Regions from separate parts of the Sus scrofa genome. Here all the other regions are linked to region 1. Evidence: chromatin contacts called from public Hi-C data. All regions are on one chromosome and are shown on one strand. Each heading gives the region's core, a stretch centred on a gene start, on an enhancer-like site or on the middle of the called end of the contact. The rest is flanking DNA. Distances are from core to core; before and after follow the strand shown.

Evidence for each region. A called contact is a pair of places that touch in the nucleus more often than the background predicts.
Region 2: a Hi-C map of skeletal muscle shows a contact between it and region 1, with 5 times the contacts expected there. The contact joins the promoter of CCT8 here to the promoter of BACH1 in region 1. A contact is called at or near these places in 6 of 47 Hi-C or Micro-C datasets (brain, fetal heart ventricle, heart right ventricle and 2 more) and 2 of 2 datasets of contacts at active chromatin or transcription factors (alveolar macrophages and skeletal muscle).
Region 3: a Hi-C map of skeletal muscle shows a contact between it and region 1, with 4 times the contacts expected there. The contact joins the promoter of MAP3K7CL here to the promoter of BACH1 in region 1. A contact is called at or near these places in 1 of 47 Hi-C or Micro-C datasets (skeletal muscle) and 1 of 2 datasets of contacts at active chromatin or transcription factors (skeletal muscle).

The regions. Positions count from the first base shown.
Region 1 is chr13:192,653,320-192,658,177 of Sscrofa11.1, reverse strand. It overlaps BACH1 (transcription regulator protein BACH1), which reads right to left and starts at 1,889. Exons shown (of 5, transcript XM_021070889.1): 1 at 1,725-1,889.
Region 2 is chr13:192,421,562-192,426,419 of Sscrofa11.1, reverse strand. CCT8 (T-complex protein 1 subunit theta) reads left to right here and starts at 2,954. Exons shown (of 16, transcript XM_003358899.4): 1 at 2,954-3,111. The coding sequence starts at 3,052.
Region 3 is chr13:192,486,830-192,491,687 of Sscrofa11.1, reverse strand. MAP3K7CL (MAP3K7 C-terminal-like protein) reads right to left here and starts at 2,751. Exons shown (of 6, transcript XM_021070880.1): 1 at 2,472-2,751; 2 at 1,884-1,937; 3 at 311-419.

The DNA of each region.
Region 1 (4,858 bases), core at 640-3,139:
TTTGTTACAATACTGTTAGGAGGTCACCCCTTAGCTGTGAATTTCTTTCTGAGTTTCAGCTCTCTCCAGCACAAACTTCTTCTCAGGCAGCAGGTCACGAGGCTGCTCTGTTTAAACACCACCTCAGCACTCCTTGGCCACTTCCTAAGAGTGCTGGCACCTCACCCACCGATCACCTGTACCAACAGAGACAACCCCAGCTTCAGCCCTCAGAAGCAACCCCTCTTGAGTGCTCCTTGGCCTTTTATAGTGGAGGCATGTGATGAGCCTATCTGCACCAGCTGTTCCTAATTACCTCTCAGGCTGGGGCGAATGACTCAGCAACCCAACTTTTTTTAAGGAGTCATCCACCTTGTTAGCCAACCAACCTATTGAACAATAGTAAACCACTTGACACAGCCAGAGGTTAAACAACAACAGTAAGCCGTGGTGCCATGCAATCACTTAAACCAAGGCCATCCTACCCCAAGCTGACTCACCGAATGTCTTTTTTTTTCTGCCCTGGGCTTCTCTAATCCAAAGGCTGAAGTGGCAAGCGTCTTCAAGCCCAGCCCAGCCCTTCCACCACTTACCCAGGACCAGGAAGAAGCAAGCCAGCCTCTTCCCATTTCTCTGCTTGACCATGTGAAGCGCCCCAGCGCTCTGTCACTACCACGTCCGGTCTTTCCAGCCTTTATCTTTCGGAACTGCTTTCAAGGCAAACCTTCCTGGACATAGATGAACAAAGACCTAGTCGTGGCACCCTTCAGGGTAACAGACCCAATACTGATATAATTCTCCAAAAAGACAGACATTCCTACAAAACAGCCTTTGTTCCTTCCAGCTTGACACTGTAGCTTGTTTTTCCCACACACGTTCTTTCACAATTACTACTACGCTATACACCCTGAATCAGCCCAAATTTCACGCAGCAGGCTCAGGGCACAAAAGCCTTTGCTACTCAATGACATAAAACTGCCCTGCAAAAAAAAAAAACCCAGAAAGCCACGGCACTCGTGTTACATTAGACGTACACAAAGCTGGTGTCTCTATGATCAAAATCTCTCTCACCTGACTGTGGGAGTCTTAAATTACAACGTGCGGGCAAAACTCCAACAAAGGGGGCCCTCGGATCTCCGGGGCCCCAAACCATTCTTCACTAAACCCAGCCCCTTAAGGTGGTGTTTTTGCTCCAGCCACGAACTCGGCCTGTCTTACGCGATTGCACGCGCGACACACACCCAGACTGGGCGGACGGGAGGCCAACAGCTCGCTGGACGCGGCAGCGGCCGAGGGTGGTGGGAGGGGGCGGGAGGACAATACGGAGCCGGGCCCGGCAGCGCGGGCGGTGCCGATGTGTCACAGCCCGGGCGGGCCGCGGGCTCGGACCCGGGTGACCAAGAGGCGGGGGTGGGGAAGCGAGCGCCCAGCCCCCCGCCCGCCGGCCCCGGGGTAAAGAACAGCGCGGGCCCGTAAACAACGGAGCGCGCCGCGCACCCGGCCCCAGGGCACCGACCGGTCACCCCTTCCGGCGGACGCGGCCACTTCCAGGAACGGGAACCGCAGCCGCCCCCCACGGGCCCCGCTTAGTAACCCCCGCCCAGAAAGCAGCCGCCAGGGTCCCCTCCGCCGCCTCCCCGGAACCTGCCCGCGGGCCGCCCCTCACAGGCCCGCGGCCCCGACCGCGCGCCGCCGCCGCGCGGACGCTCCCGAGGAAGGGCGCGCGGGACAGGAGAACCACTCACCAGAGCCGAGGCGCGGCGCGGCCCGACTGACTGCAGCGAGCAAGCCTGGCTGGCTGCGCGGGCAGCGATCAGGTGACTCACTCCCTCCGCGCGGCCAGCCGCCCCCTCCCCTTCTCTTCTCTCCGCCCCCCCTCCCGCCCCGTCTCCTCCCCTCCTTTCCTCTGCGGCCGCGGCCACCGCCCCCTCCCGGCCCTAGCCCCGCCCCTCCCGCTCGAGGCCCCGCCCCGTAGGCCTGTCTCGCGGGCCCCGCCCCACCCGCTCCCAGGCGCCTAAACCCCGCCCACAACGGAGGCCACGCCCCACCAGCGGCTTAGTCCTCTTTTCCAAAGATCGGTGCGGCTCCGTCAGCGCAGCCTGAAGCCCACGCGAGGGGAGGTGGAGAGGGACCTCGCAGGCCCGGGGCTGAGCAGGCCTCAGGGAGGCGATGATGGGATCCTGCAGCCTTCGCGCACCGTGCCCCTTTGCGAGCGCGACCCGCTGCCTGAAGGAAAAAGGCACCCGAGGACCACCTCCTCCTTTGCTGCTGAGAGCAGAAAGGAAAAGCCTGATGGCCTACTCGCTCTAAGTGTTGCCGGGACACCCGGAATCGAGCGCCGGCGGACACCACGAGAGTGGGAGAGCCCTGACCCAGTCCCTCCCCGGAAACCTGAGGGGGTAGCTTCTGGAAACCCTTTCCCTGGGGCCGGCGGGTCTCCCAGGTTCTCGAGGTGTCTAAACCTGCCAATAGGGATGCATCAAGTGCATCCAGGATTTTGTAGAAAGCATCTGGCAGCCCTGCTTGTGTCTGACAATGAAAACAACGGCGTCCGCTAACAGGTGTTCCTTTTACGCGGTGGCTGCCAGGAAACTTGGAGCCACGTTCAGCGCCCAGCGATGTCAGCCCGCCCATCTCAAGCCCTGGTCAGATTTTCATCTTGTGTTGTTTATTCTGGGTTTATCCAATTGTAGGTTTTTAAGTTATGTTCCCAAGCCAATTAGCATCTCTGGAGTCCAAAGCACCCTCTCTGCGAAAAGTTGCTCCCCTGGCAAAGCCTGCGCTTACCAATCTAGCGGGAGACCCAGCGCACTGACACTGTGCCAGCCAACCGGATTGAAGTTCCGATTGTGTGAAAGGATTTTACCATTGGCTTTTGAATTCAGGTGGAGAGATCGAAAGAAACTGGTGGCTGGACAGCACCAGCACCAGGATGTATGAGCTCATTCTTGCTCACCGGAAGATAGCCCTGGACCTCCCAAGGCAAAATAAATAAATAATAAAAAAGCTTCCAATATAATAAAGTCAGATACTGTCTCTAATATGACTGTGTTTGTAGTCACAGGCTGTGAGACTTAGGGCCATTTGAGTTACATCCAAAATGCACGAGAAAATGACGAGAGGGTCCAAGGAGTGAAGGGATTCATCGTGCCCTAGAATCAGGCAGAAGGTAGCATTTGCATTGGGTCTTAACTGGGAAGAATGGGGCCCTGCCGTCCAAGGAGGGAAGAACATATGCAATAGTCCAGAGGTTAAGAGGCAGATGGCAGTTCCAGGCTGCCTGAGTTCATGGTGGAATACAAATATTTAGTGAGAAGGGAGGAAAGAATAGTTTAGAATAGACATGAAATGACTGGGGTTCTTACACACACCTGAGAGTTTTTGAGGCTTCACTCTCCTTCCACCCTAAGCCAGTGGAATTCTATCTTTCCTTCCTCCCACACTTGTGCAGTTTCTCTTAGAGGAAGAACAGACCCTCCTCTTTGGGAGGAACTCTTCCTCCTTTACTCTGGACAAATGGCATATGGTCTGGTATGTTAAATTATTTGAAAAGTCATACAAAGGTATATTAAGGCGTTGAGAATATTAAGGCTGTTAGGACTACTCAGTCTTTAGTGTGCATAAGAATCTGTGGGGTATTTGTTCCCATGGTGGCTCAGCAGAAACAAACCCCACTGGTATTCATGAGGATGCGGGTTTGATCCCTGGCCTCGCTCAGTAGGATAAGGATCCTGCATTGCCGTGAGCTGTGGTGTAGGTTGCACACGAGGCTCAAATCCCATTTTGGTATGGCTGTGATGTAGGCCAGCAGCTACAGCGCCAGTATGAACCCTAGCCTGGGAACTTCCATATGCTGCACTTGTGGCCCTAAAAAAAAAAAAAACAGATTTCTAGGCTCTGCCTCTAAAGATTCTGACTTCATAAGTCTGAATATGATCCAATGATCTGGGCTAAATAAAACAAAATATGTAGAAGATATTGTATAATTTTGAGCCTGTTTTTACTTATCCTGTGTCAATCTCCTTCGTCTGAGATAGCACTGGAGATCTCCCTCAATTACAAATTAGGGCGTTCCCATTGTGGCATGACAGAAATGAATCTGATTAGTATCTGTGAGGATGTGGGTTCGAGCCCTGGCCTTGCTCAGTGGGTCAGGGATCTGGCGTTGCCGTTAGCTTTGGTGTAGGTCACAGACGCAGCTTGGATCTGAGGTTGCTACGGCTGTGGCATAGGCCTGAGGCTGTAGCTTCAGTTGGACCCCTGGCCTGGAAACTTCCAATGCCTCACGGACGGCCCAAAAAAATAAAAATACAAATAAAATAATGATGCCCCCAATTTCCCTCAGTCTGCCGTATATATTTATATAATGAAGTAGAGAAACTTATTCTCTCAGATGCTACTTTCGAAATCATACACAAACACACACATATACATACATATAAGTGCTTTTGGGTAGAAGATAAAACCTTCAGGGTTCTGAGTGTAGCCTGACTGCTCTGCACCCAGTTTGGGAGGTAAGAGAAAAAAGAGTAGAGTTGGAGGCAGAAAGGTGGCAGAAGACTGCACAAAGCTTGATATAACCAGTCCTTCAAGCCCGCATAAAGTTACTAAATATTTGGTGCAAATGCCTTCCTGTGGAGCCTAGGATGTTTGTGCTGAGTCAGAAACAACACCGAGAACCTTCCCCCATAGTCACATATCTGCAAAGGGCAGAAAAATCCAGCCTGATAGGTTTATCCATGCATTTGTTGATGTTTACACCCAGAATTACAGCCAGCAGCTCTTGATCTTTTATCTTTGAAATTCTTGCAGGTGTTAAATTCTACTCCATAATATATTTGTTTTAAGATGACTGTTCTCAAAATATTTTTTTTAAAGT
Region 2 (4,858 bases), core at 1,705-4,204, 230 kb after region 1:
TAGGAACTTCCATATGCCATAGATTCGGCCCTAAAAAGACAAAAAAAAAAAAAAAAAAAAGTAGGATGCGACCCTGAAGCAGGACTTCCCAAAGTGGCACAATGGGATTGGCAGTCTCCTGAGTGCTGGAATGCAGGTTAGATCCACAGCCCAGTGCAGTGGGTTAAGGATTCCGTGTTGTTGCAGCCACAGCTTAGATTGCAGCTATGGCTCAGATTTGACCTCTGGCCTGGGAACTCCACGTGGCACAGGGCAGCAAAAAATAAGTAAATAAATAAAATGAGACCATGAAGCAGAAGAGGTAAAGCAGACAGAATGAACTATTCAGAGAAGAAGGTCAAGAGGGCAGATACATGTGCTGTAAGCAGGGACCAGAACCTAGGCCTTGAAGTCACACTGAGGATTCCTGCTTATTTTCTATTCTGGGCAAAGGATTTGACCTGCTCTTTGCATTCAGTGGAAATTTTGCCCTTGATATTTGATTCCATAATTATGAATACACCATTTAACCCAAATAATAGAAAAATCAATGAATTTTTATCTAAATAGCATTCTTCTTAATTAGATCAATATAACCCTTGACAAATTACCAAATAGAAAATTTTGATTTCAATCCTGTCCATTTCCTTAATTTACTAAAATTAATTAAGATCAATTTTTATTACAAACTTTCCATGAAAACATGACTCATCAATACTTTTACCCTCGAGCTCTCTTCCAGTGTCCTTATCAAGATTTGATGACTTAGGAGTTCCCCTGGTGACTCAGTGGTTAACGAACCCAACTAGGATCCATGAGGACTTGGGTTCGAACCCTGGTCTCGCTCAGTGGGTTAAGGATCTGGCATTGCCAGGAGCTGTGGTGTAGGTTGCAGATGCAGCTCGGATCCTGCATTGCTGTGGCTGTGGTGTAGCCCAGCAGCCGTGGCTCTAATTCAACCCCTAGCCTGGGAACTTTCATATGCCCCAGCGAGCCGCCCTTAAAAGAAAAAATAAAACAAAACAAGATTTGACGCCTTAGTCATTTTGATTAAAATTTCATCATGTCATTTTTAACCCCTTTCAGGTTGTGTGTGTGTGTGTTGGTTATGTTTATCAGCAATGCTCTCTTTGAGTTAGACAAATGAGTTTTTATTTCTTAGGGAATCCGTAAGAAAAATCTCAGGATGTCCCTAAACAATACTGAGAATTGCTAAACTCTTATGTTTTCCAACAGGTAGTTCACATAGCATTTGATTTGAGTGACGTGGCAAGTTTTGGGTTTTTTGGTTTGTTTTTGTTTTTGTTTAGCTGCACCTGGGGCATGTGTAAGTTCCAGGACCAAGGATCCAGTTGGTGCCACAGCAGGGACCCAAGCTACTGCAGTGATAATGCCCTGGATCCTTAACCCACTGCACCACAGGAGAACCTTAAAAGTATTTTTTAGTACATATGTATTTTCGGTGTTCATTAGAAAAAGTTATAATGAATACACTTGACACATGATTACTCCTTAAAGTACACTAAATTTGTCCCAATTTAAGGGAAATAAGTCATTCGCAAGTGTTCAAGCAAAGAACAAAAGTCCAGCCAAAGTTCTGCTCCACTTTTTTTTTTTTTTTGTATTTTCAGCAAAAGAGTGGATTACTTTCACATTCTATTACCATTTAATTTTTTTTAAATCAGCCATGTGTTGACGTAGTTAGACAGAGAGGTTAGGTTTTAAAGGATTCTGTGAGAGTAAAAGGGATTTATATTTCCAAGAAAAAGCAAGAAAGAGTAATGTAGTTGGTTAACAATGTGCATATTGCAATCAACTTGATCTGGGTAGGAATCCTAGCATTAGCATTACTAGTGCTGTGATCTTGCACAAATCGTCCTTTGTAAACTGCAAATTCCCCTTCTATCAAACGGAAATAAAAGGAGTTCCCGTCGTGGCTCAGCAGAAACAAATCTGACTAGCGTCCATGAGGAGGCAGGTTCGAATCCTAGCCCCGCTCAGTGGGTTAAGCATCCCTGATTTTCCACAGACACGGCTTGGATCTGGCGTTGCTGCGGCTGTGGTGTAGGTCAGCAGCTGTAGCTCGGATTCCACCCCTAGCCCCAGGTGAGGCCCTAAAAGATAAAAGAAAAAACAAACAAACAAACAAAAAAACCACCAAAAAACGGAAGTTCCTGTTGTGGCACAGTGGAAACGAATCCGACTGGGAACCATGAGGTTGCAGGCTTGATCCCCGGCCTTGCTCAGTCGGTTAAGAATCCCGTGTTGCCAGAAGCGGTGGTGTAGGTCACAGACGCAGCTCTGATCCCAATGCTGTGGCTGTGGCATAGGCCGGCAGCTGTAGCCCCAGTTGGAGCCCTAGCCTGGGGAACCTCCATATGCCAGCGGGTGCGGCCCTAAAAAGCAAAAACAAACAAAACCTAAAAGCCAAACAAAAAACAGAAATAAGAATTACCTTGTAAGATTAACCATTAGCTAAGATACTGCGTGTAAAGCAAATAGCACAGAGCCTGCAGCATAGGAGTAATCAGTATGCAGCTGTCCTTAGAGGTTTTATTTACCAATTTCAAGTCCCCAGAGCTTATACAGCAGGGAACACGCTTAACGGTAGATTCTGAGGTGCTCTGCCTCAGAAAAAAGAAAAGGGCACACCTGCCCTGATGTTGTAGGAAGGTCTGGAAGGTTACAAGGAAGACAATTTTGTAAAGGCACGGCTTGCAGGTACGAACTGATAAAACTCAAACATCCCAGGCAGCAGCCTACGGAAGGAAAAACCCGAGCGAGCCACAGCTGTCCGGCAACCTGCGCGTGCGACGGCCGGAAGGTGGAGAGCTCACGCCCCCGGCCCGCCCATCAATCGACCTGATCGAGGATCCTCATTTCAGTCTGGCTACGCGAACTGCTCCTTCTCGCGATGCTTCACTACAGGCGACTCGGGAAGGGGCGGCCCGGCTGGAGAGAAAGGCGGAGCGTGAGGCCGCCGCACGCTGCGTTCCCAGGAGGCTGTGCGCGCCCCTCACTTCCTCCGGGATCTTCTGAGCGGGCGCGTGAATAGCTACCTGCCGTCTGGCCATGGCGCTTCACGTCCCCAAGGCTCCGGGCTTTGCCCAGATGCTCAAAGAAGGAGCGAAGGTAAGAAAAGGAGGAAGGGGGAGTGAGGTGGGAGAGTCGGCACAGGGCTGCGGCGGTCGTGGCGAAGGAGAAAGGCCTACTAACGGGCCGGGCATGCTTCCACGACACGGCGGTCGGAGGGAGAGAAGATTCCAGAAAGGGAGGTGTTCTTGGGAGGGCTCGGCCGCGGAGGCCCGCAGGAATTTCGGTTCTTTACCGACCCCTGGAAGGGTCGAGGGGGCAGAGGCGGCGAGTGGGGGACGAGGCCGCAGGCTTCGCGTTTTATATTTCGCGTTTTATAGCGGGTCAGGCGTGACGTCCGCCCCGTGCGTTTTTTTATCCTTCGGTAAAACGGCGATGATGAGGCGCTCCTTTAGAACGTGAAGCTGGTGAAATTGCTTTGGAACGGCGAAACCGCTTGACACAGTTGAAGGAGTGGGTGGTGCAGAGGGGAGGACAGTCTTGATAGCTTTCTTCCAAATGAGAGCAGAGGGCTCCCCATTTAGTTCGCAGAAGTAGTGCATTATAGTAGGATAAACATTAATTACAATCCGAGTGATTTGTGGCCCCAGCTTAGGTTAGCTAGCTCAGTGTAAAACATCCTTTTGGGTCTTGCTTTCCTCATACATATAAAATTGAGACTGGACGAAAGGAGTTGTAACCTAAAAGGTTTAAGTGACTCCCTGGCCTATGTAAAACTACTTTGTTATGGTGAGGTCTTGGACGTAATTTCAAAAGCATAGTCTTTTAAAAACATCTTAAAGCACTGAATAAATGTATCTCTTGTGTTCAAAAAGTAATGTTCCTTCATTTGTCCCCCAATTTTTTGTATTTAATTGAAGGAACATAGATGAGTGTGGTTCCACTTAACCCTAACCGTTTTAGGGAACTGGGTTCTTGTTGGCAGGATGCACTTTTGGGATAATGTGAACATCAAGTAAGTATCAAGGTCTAATGTAAATATTGCTGAAAGAGCTTTTCTGAAAACAACATTGCTCACTTTTTAAAAGGCTGAAAATTTTCAGTTTTTATTCTTCTGAGGCAGAAATAATAAATGAGCAACTAAACAAGGATAATTTCAAATAGTGATAAAGGAAATAGGAAAGTCTGCTTCTAAAAATAAAGGAAGCATCAGGGAGATCAATTAAAAAAGATATTCAGGCAAGAACTCTCAACTAAGTGCTTAGTGGTGGACAGAACCAGCCAAGATTAAAGGCAGAAGTGTTCCAGGCTGGGGGACCACTAAGTACAAAGACCCAAAAGATGGAATGATTTTTACCTTTCAAAACAAAATAAGAAAGGTGAGGGGGCTGAAGCTTATGGAGGAAAGGCAGGAATGGTAAGAGATGAATTTAGAAGAGCTGTGGGCAAGGGTTAGAATGTATAGAGCTTTGTGGCCCTGACAAGGAATTTACATTTTATGCTAAGAGTGATGGGAAGTCATCGAAGGGTTTGAGAGGATCTGCTTTATAATGACATGATTGTTCCTCAGAAAATGGGCATAAGGAGAAAAACAAGAGTGTAAGGCAGGAGATCAGATTAAGTGCTATTTTAAGTCTACCTGTGTCCCTGAAGACAGACAGATCTAAAGTAGTGGTTATTAATCTTATTTGGATCCTAGTTCCCTTTATGAGTGTTGCAAAAGCCATGCTCTGTACTATGGAATATACACATTATCTAGGTGTGATGATGGAAATGTTCTGTATCAGCACTGTCCAGTGTGGCATCCACTAGCCACATGTAGCTACTGGGCACTTGAATTGTGCCT
Region 3 (4,858 bases), core at 1,502-4,001, 170 kb after region 1:
TGCTCTTGTTAGAAATGGTTATATAGCTTCATCAGTTTTATAATAAATTAAAGCTAAAATGGAAAAAGTAAGAAAGAAGGAGAAAGGTGCTCACACAACCAAAGGTTTAGAGATGGAAGCAGTAGCAGAGGCATTTCTGGAAGCCACACTGCAACAATGCATGATGAAAAATCACATTCCCCATCACTGGGTCATGCCAGGCATGCATTTCTAAATGCCCTTGGTGGAACAAGAAAAGATGATGGTAAGAAGGCAGCAGGTGGTGGGGGGTAGGGGAGAGGGGAGCCGTTTCCCACAGAGTGGAGCATACCTGGGGCATTATCGAGGCTGAAGGCAATGCGTACTGGCTTATCTGCAGGTACCCTGGCTGTGCTGATCATGTGGGCACCTGAGCCTTGGCCTTCCCCTGGGTCTTCCAGCTGTAGAAACAAGAAAGAGCCATTGTCATTTTACCCAACATTGTCCCTTCACTACTCAGAGACCTTTGGAAATTAGAGGGGAAAGTTAGTAAACCCTGATTTCTTTCTTATCTTAATGATACTCTCAGCCCCTAGCTTTCTTCCCCTACACCTGCCTCCATTTAAAATTCTTTTTCTGGCTTACCAAAAAAAAAAAAAAATTCACTTTGAAAATACATCTAGAATGAAATAGACAAGGTGGAGCAAAATCTCCACCCACCTCGCTTTTTTAGTATCCCTCCACACTGACCAGTCCAAGCCTGGCCTTTCAAGGTCTTGTATAGTGTTTTATTTCTAATTGAGGGGATAAAGAAGTCTTAATAAGGCATCAGACAACTTTTCACACACGAAAGCCTAAATTGGAACTGAATTATTGATCTAGGAGTGGTAACAAATGAGCATCACGGAATTATTTCAAGAATACCAAAGACTCCTTTAAAATATCCCACAATTACATTATGAATAGTAGGTGCTTTAAATATCTGATTAACTACCTGTAAATTTATCAAACATTTCTAAGGTTGTGCACAGTGTATGCTACAACAAAAGACAAATCCTAAAAACATCCTATTGATGTTCTACCCCACCTGGTAAATAGCCATTTAATTAATAAACTAAGATAGAATGAACGGAAAAACATCATACAGATAAGATGGGTTGGGGTGAATGAAAATACATGAATATTTCTTTGTTATAATAAGAGAATTCAACCCAAATACATTTTAACCAAGATACTTGATAATTTTCGTTCAGTGGGACTAGGAAAAGATGTTATTACAAATACACAGTATCTTTGTCATTTAAATACATATATTTAACTTTTCTATTTTCAGTCAAGCTCCCACTAAACCCTCTACTTTCCTTCTTGTGGAGACAGTAAACCAAAAACGCTGAATGATATTTTAAGGAAAATGTCTCTAAAAATGGCAAAATATAAATCATCTCTTTAACCATTCTTAGCAAGATTCTGGGAACTGCTTTAGCAGGTCATTTTCTCAGAGCAAGGTTTTTGATTCTTTCCCATAGCTTTTCTCAATCTATAAATAGTGTCTAGAATACCGAATTTTGTTATTACAATTATTTATAGAGCCAAAGCGAATGCGTGTATATATAAATATATATATACTTATATTTAGACAGTCATACAAATGGAACCATCTTACCCAGTATATGAAAAGAGAATAGGTTTATATTAAACACCTAGTATGCTTTGGAGAAACACCGGTAACTGTTTATCACCCAGTTAGAATCATACTCAGCCCATTCATTTAACATTACAAGTAGCAATAAACCATAAAGCACTCCCAGTCATGTCATTCTAAGTTAGAAAGAAAGGATTAACATGAAACATTCGACTCAAGAAAAGGGTAATAGAAAATCACTGTTACTTGACTTAAAATTTGTTTTATCTTAGCTCTGACATACATTTCTGTGTAGTCTCGTCTGCTTAGAATCAACCATCTCGTTAGCCACCTGTTCCTAGGGAATAGAACAGACTGTCTCAAATTTAACAAAACAAACAATAAAAATCCCCTTAAAGTTGTAGCCAAAAGAAGTCTTATTATTACGCCCTGTACCATCACCAAATCATTTCATCATAACAACCGAGGATGAAAAGCTTCACTCCTCTTTTGACTAAATCTCCCAACAGTTTCCTGCACCAAGAAATCAACCCCGAGAGGTGGAAATTTGCCTCCAGGATTTTGTAAATAGATCTCAGATAGGGTTTCCAGCCAGGGGAAATGGAACTGAGAAAGGCAGCTAGCTAGAGTCCCTCCCCTCCACACAACAGAGAACATCTGTCTGCTGCTTCCCCAAGGATGGCGGCGGCAAAGTTGGGTGGATTTGGAGTTCCACACGGTGTCAACCACAAGAGCCCCTGAACCAACTTGCCTTTTCATCACACCGCCTGGGGAAATGGGCCACTGATTCCTCCTCTCGGCAGTAGCAGAGCTTTGGTTAAGTTGCTGGTGCTCTGAGCATTTAGTTGGGTTTTCACACCTGTTGCCTTACCTCACTTAGTTGAGTGTCTGCACTTGTGTAATCCAGGGCCAGCCACTGCCTTGGCCGGTCGTTGCCTTTGTGGAATAAAGACCTAGTAGCAGAGCAGGCTGCACCTGCTGCATAGCAGACAGTGACAATCTGAGGGGCAGTGACAGCTGGGAGGGCGGCTCACTGCTACCTGCTGTCCCCCAGACCCCAGCGTCCCACGGGGCCTCCCTGTTCCGCTTCCTCCACTACCCCTCTCTCCTTTCCTTGCCTCTCCAACAGCCAGGATGTTGTCATGCTTCTAGAAAAAGCAAGAGCAAAAGAAAACCCTCCTCCTGTCAGAGGCATTGATAAACAGCAAGTTGTGGAGAGTCCAAATGTTTTAATTCATTAGTCCTGGCAAACCTAAAATACAAACAGACTTGCTTCACAAGACAGGAATGTCTTCAGTGTGACCCAATCGGTGTCTGTGTCTATTCCAGCAAACTGGCAAAGATAGAATGACTCCAGTCAGCAAAAATGTCGGCCGCTCCAATCAGCTCCCGGGACCCAGCCAACTTGGACGGCCACAGCCAACTCTGAGATGATAGCAGCGGTGATGCCGCTTAGGAACGTGAGAGCTGAGGTTGAGCTGCTGTTGGGCTTGATGACCTGATTCCATCTACGAATGCAACTGACTGCAGAACGACTCAATGGTGACTGGGAAGGGACTTAGAACTCCTCAAATTTTTTAATAGCTATCAACCTGAAGGTCAGTAGTACCTTAAAATAGTTGGATGGGGAGTTCCCGTCGTGGTGCAGTGGTTAACAAACCTGACTAGGAACCATGAGGTTGTGGGTTCGATCCCTGCCCTTGCTCAGTGGGTTAAGGATCCGGCGTTGCCCTGAGCTGTGGTGTAGGTCGCAGACACGGCTCAGATCCCGTGTTGCTGTGGCTCTGACGTAGGCCGGTGGCTGCAGCTCCGATTAGACCCCTAGCCTGAGAACCTCCATATGCCATGGGAGCAGCCCTAGAAAAGGCAAAAAGACCAAAAAATAAATAAATAAATAAACAAATAAATAAAATAGTTGGATGATGATGTTGAGGATAAATAATTCAAGATAAACAAGTATTAAGAGAATGGGCAGACAGGGGGGAAAGTCTTTGCAAAATACCTACCAGATAAAGGACTGGTATCCAAAATATAAAAAAAACTCTTGAAACTCAACAATAGGAAAACAACCCAATTTTAAAATGGGCAAAAGATCTCAACAGACATCTCATAAAAGAAGATATACAGATGACAAATAATCATATGAAAAGATATGGACACCATATGTCATTAGGAAATTGCAAATTAAAGCAACGACTTATCACTACACACCTATTAGAATGGCCTAAATCCAAAACACTGACAACACCAAATACTGATGAGGAGGGAAAATGGGGCAGCTACTTTGGAAGACAGTTTGGCAGTTTCCTATAAGACGAAATATATTCTTACTACATGATCCAGGAATCACTGCTTGCTATTTACCCAAAGGAACTGAAAACTTATGTCCGCACAAAAACTTATACACAGATGTTTAGAACAGCTTTATTCATATTTGCCAAAACTTGGAGGCAAACAAGATGTGCTTCCACAGCTGAGTGGATAACAAACTGTGATACATCCGATGAATTACTATTTAGTGATAAAAAGAAATGAGCTATCAAGCCACAAAAAGACATGGAGGAAACGTGAGTATTATTAAGAGAAAAAAAAAAAAAAAGCCAATCTGAAAAGGCTATGGACTGTATGATTCCAACTACATGACATTATGGAAAAGCACATTATGGAGACACTAAAAAGATCAGCAGTTGTCGGGGCTTCTGGCAGAGGGAGAGAAGAACGAAGGTGGGGAGTCAGGATTTTAAGGGCAACTATTACGTATGACACTGTAACGGTGGAAACATGTCATTATGCATCTGTCAAAACCCATAAAATGTACAATACCAAGAGTTATAAACTATGGGCTTTAGTTAATAATAATGTATCTATATTTATTCATCAATTGTAGCAAATGTACCACACTAATGAAAGATTAATAACTGGGGAAATTAGGAGAGGAGAAGTGTGGGGAGAGGATGAGAACTCCGTGATTTTCACTCATTTTTTCCCTATAAATCTCAAACTATTTAAAAATGTTAAATAAATTAGTAAAAGGACTTAGGTATCCTTGAGCTTGTGAATAAAAGGCTCATTTGTTATGCTATCCATAGTAATGAGGAGCACAGATTCATATGATTAAAAGCATTCACATGCAGAACTATTTGCATTTCTAACTGCAAATCTTTCCAGGAATTATTACAGTTTTGATGTTATTTTATGGTTAATAATATCATCTTACATATTGCATTAACATTTATCAAAAGAGTCTCATCTGCGACC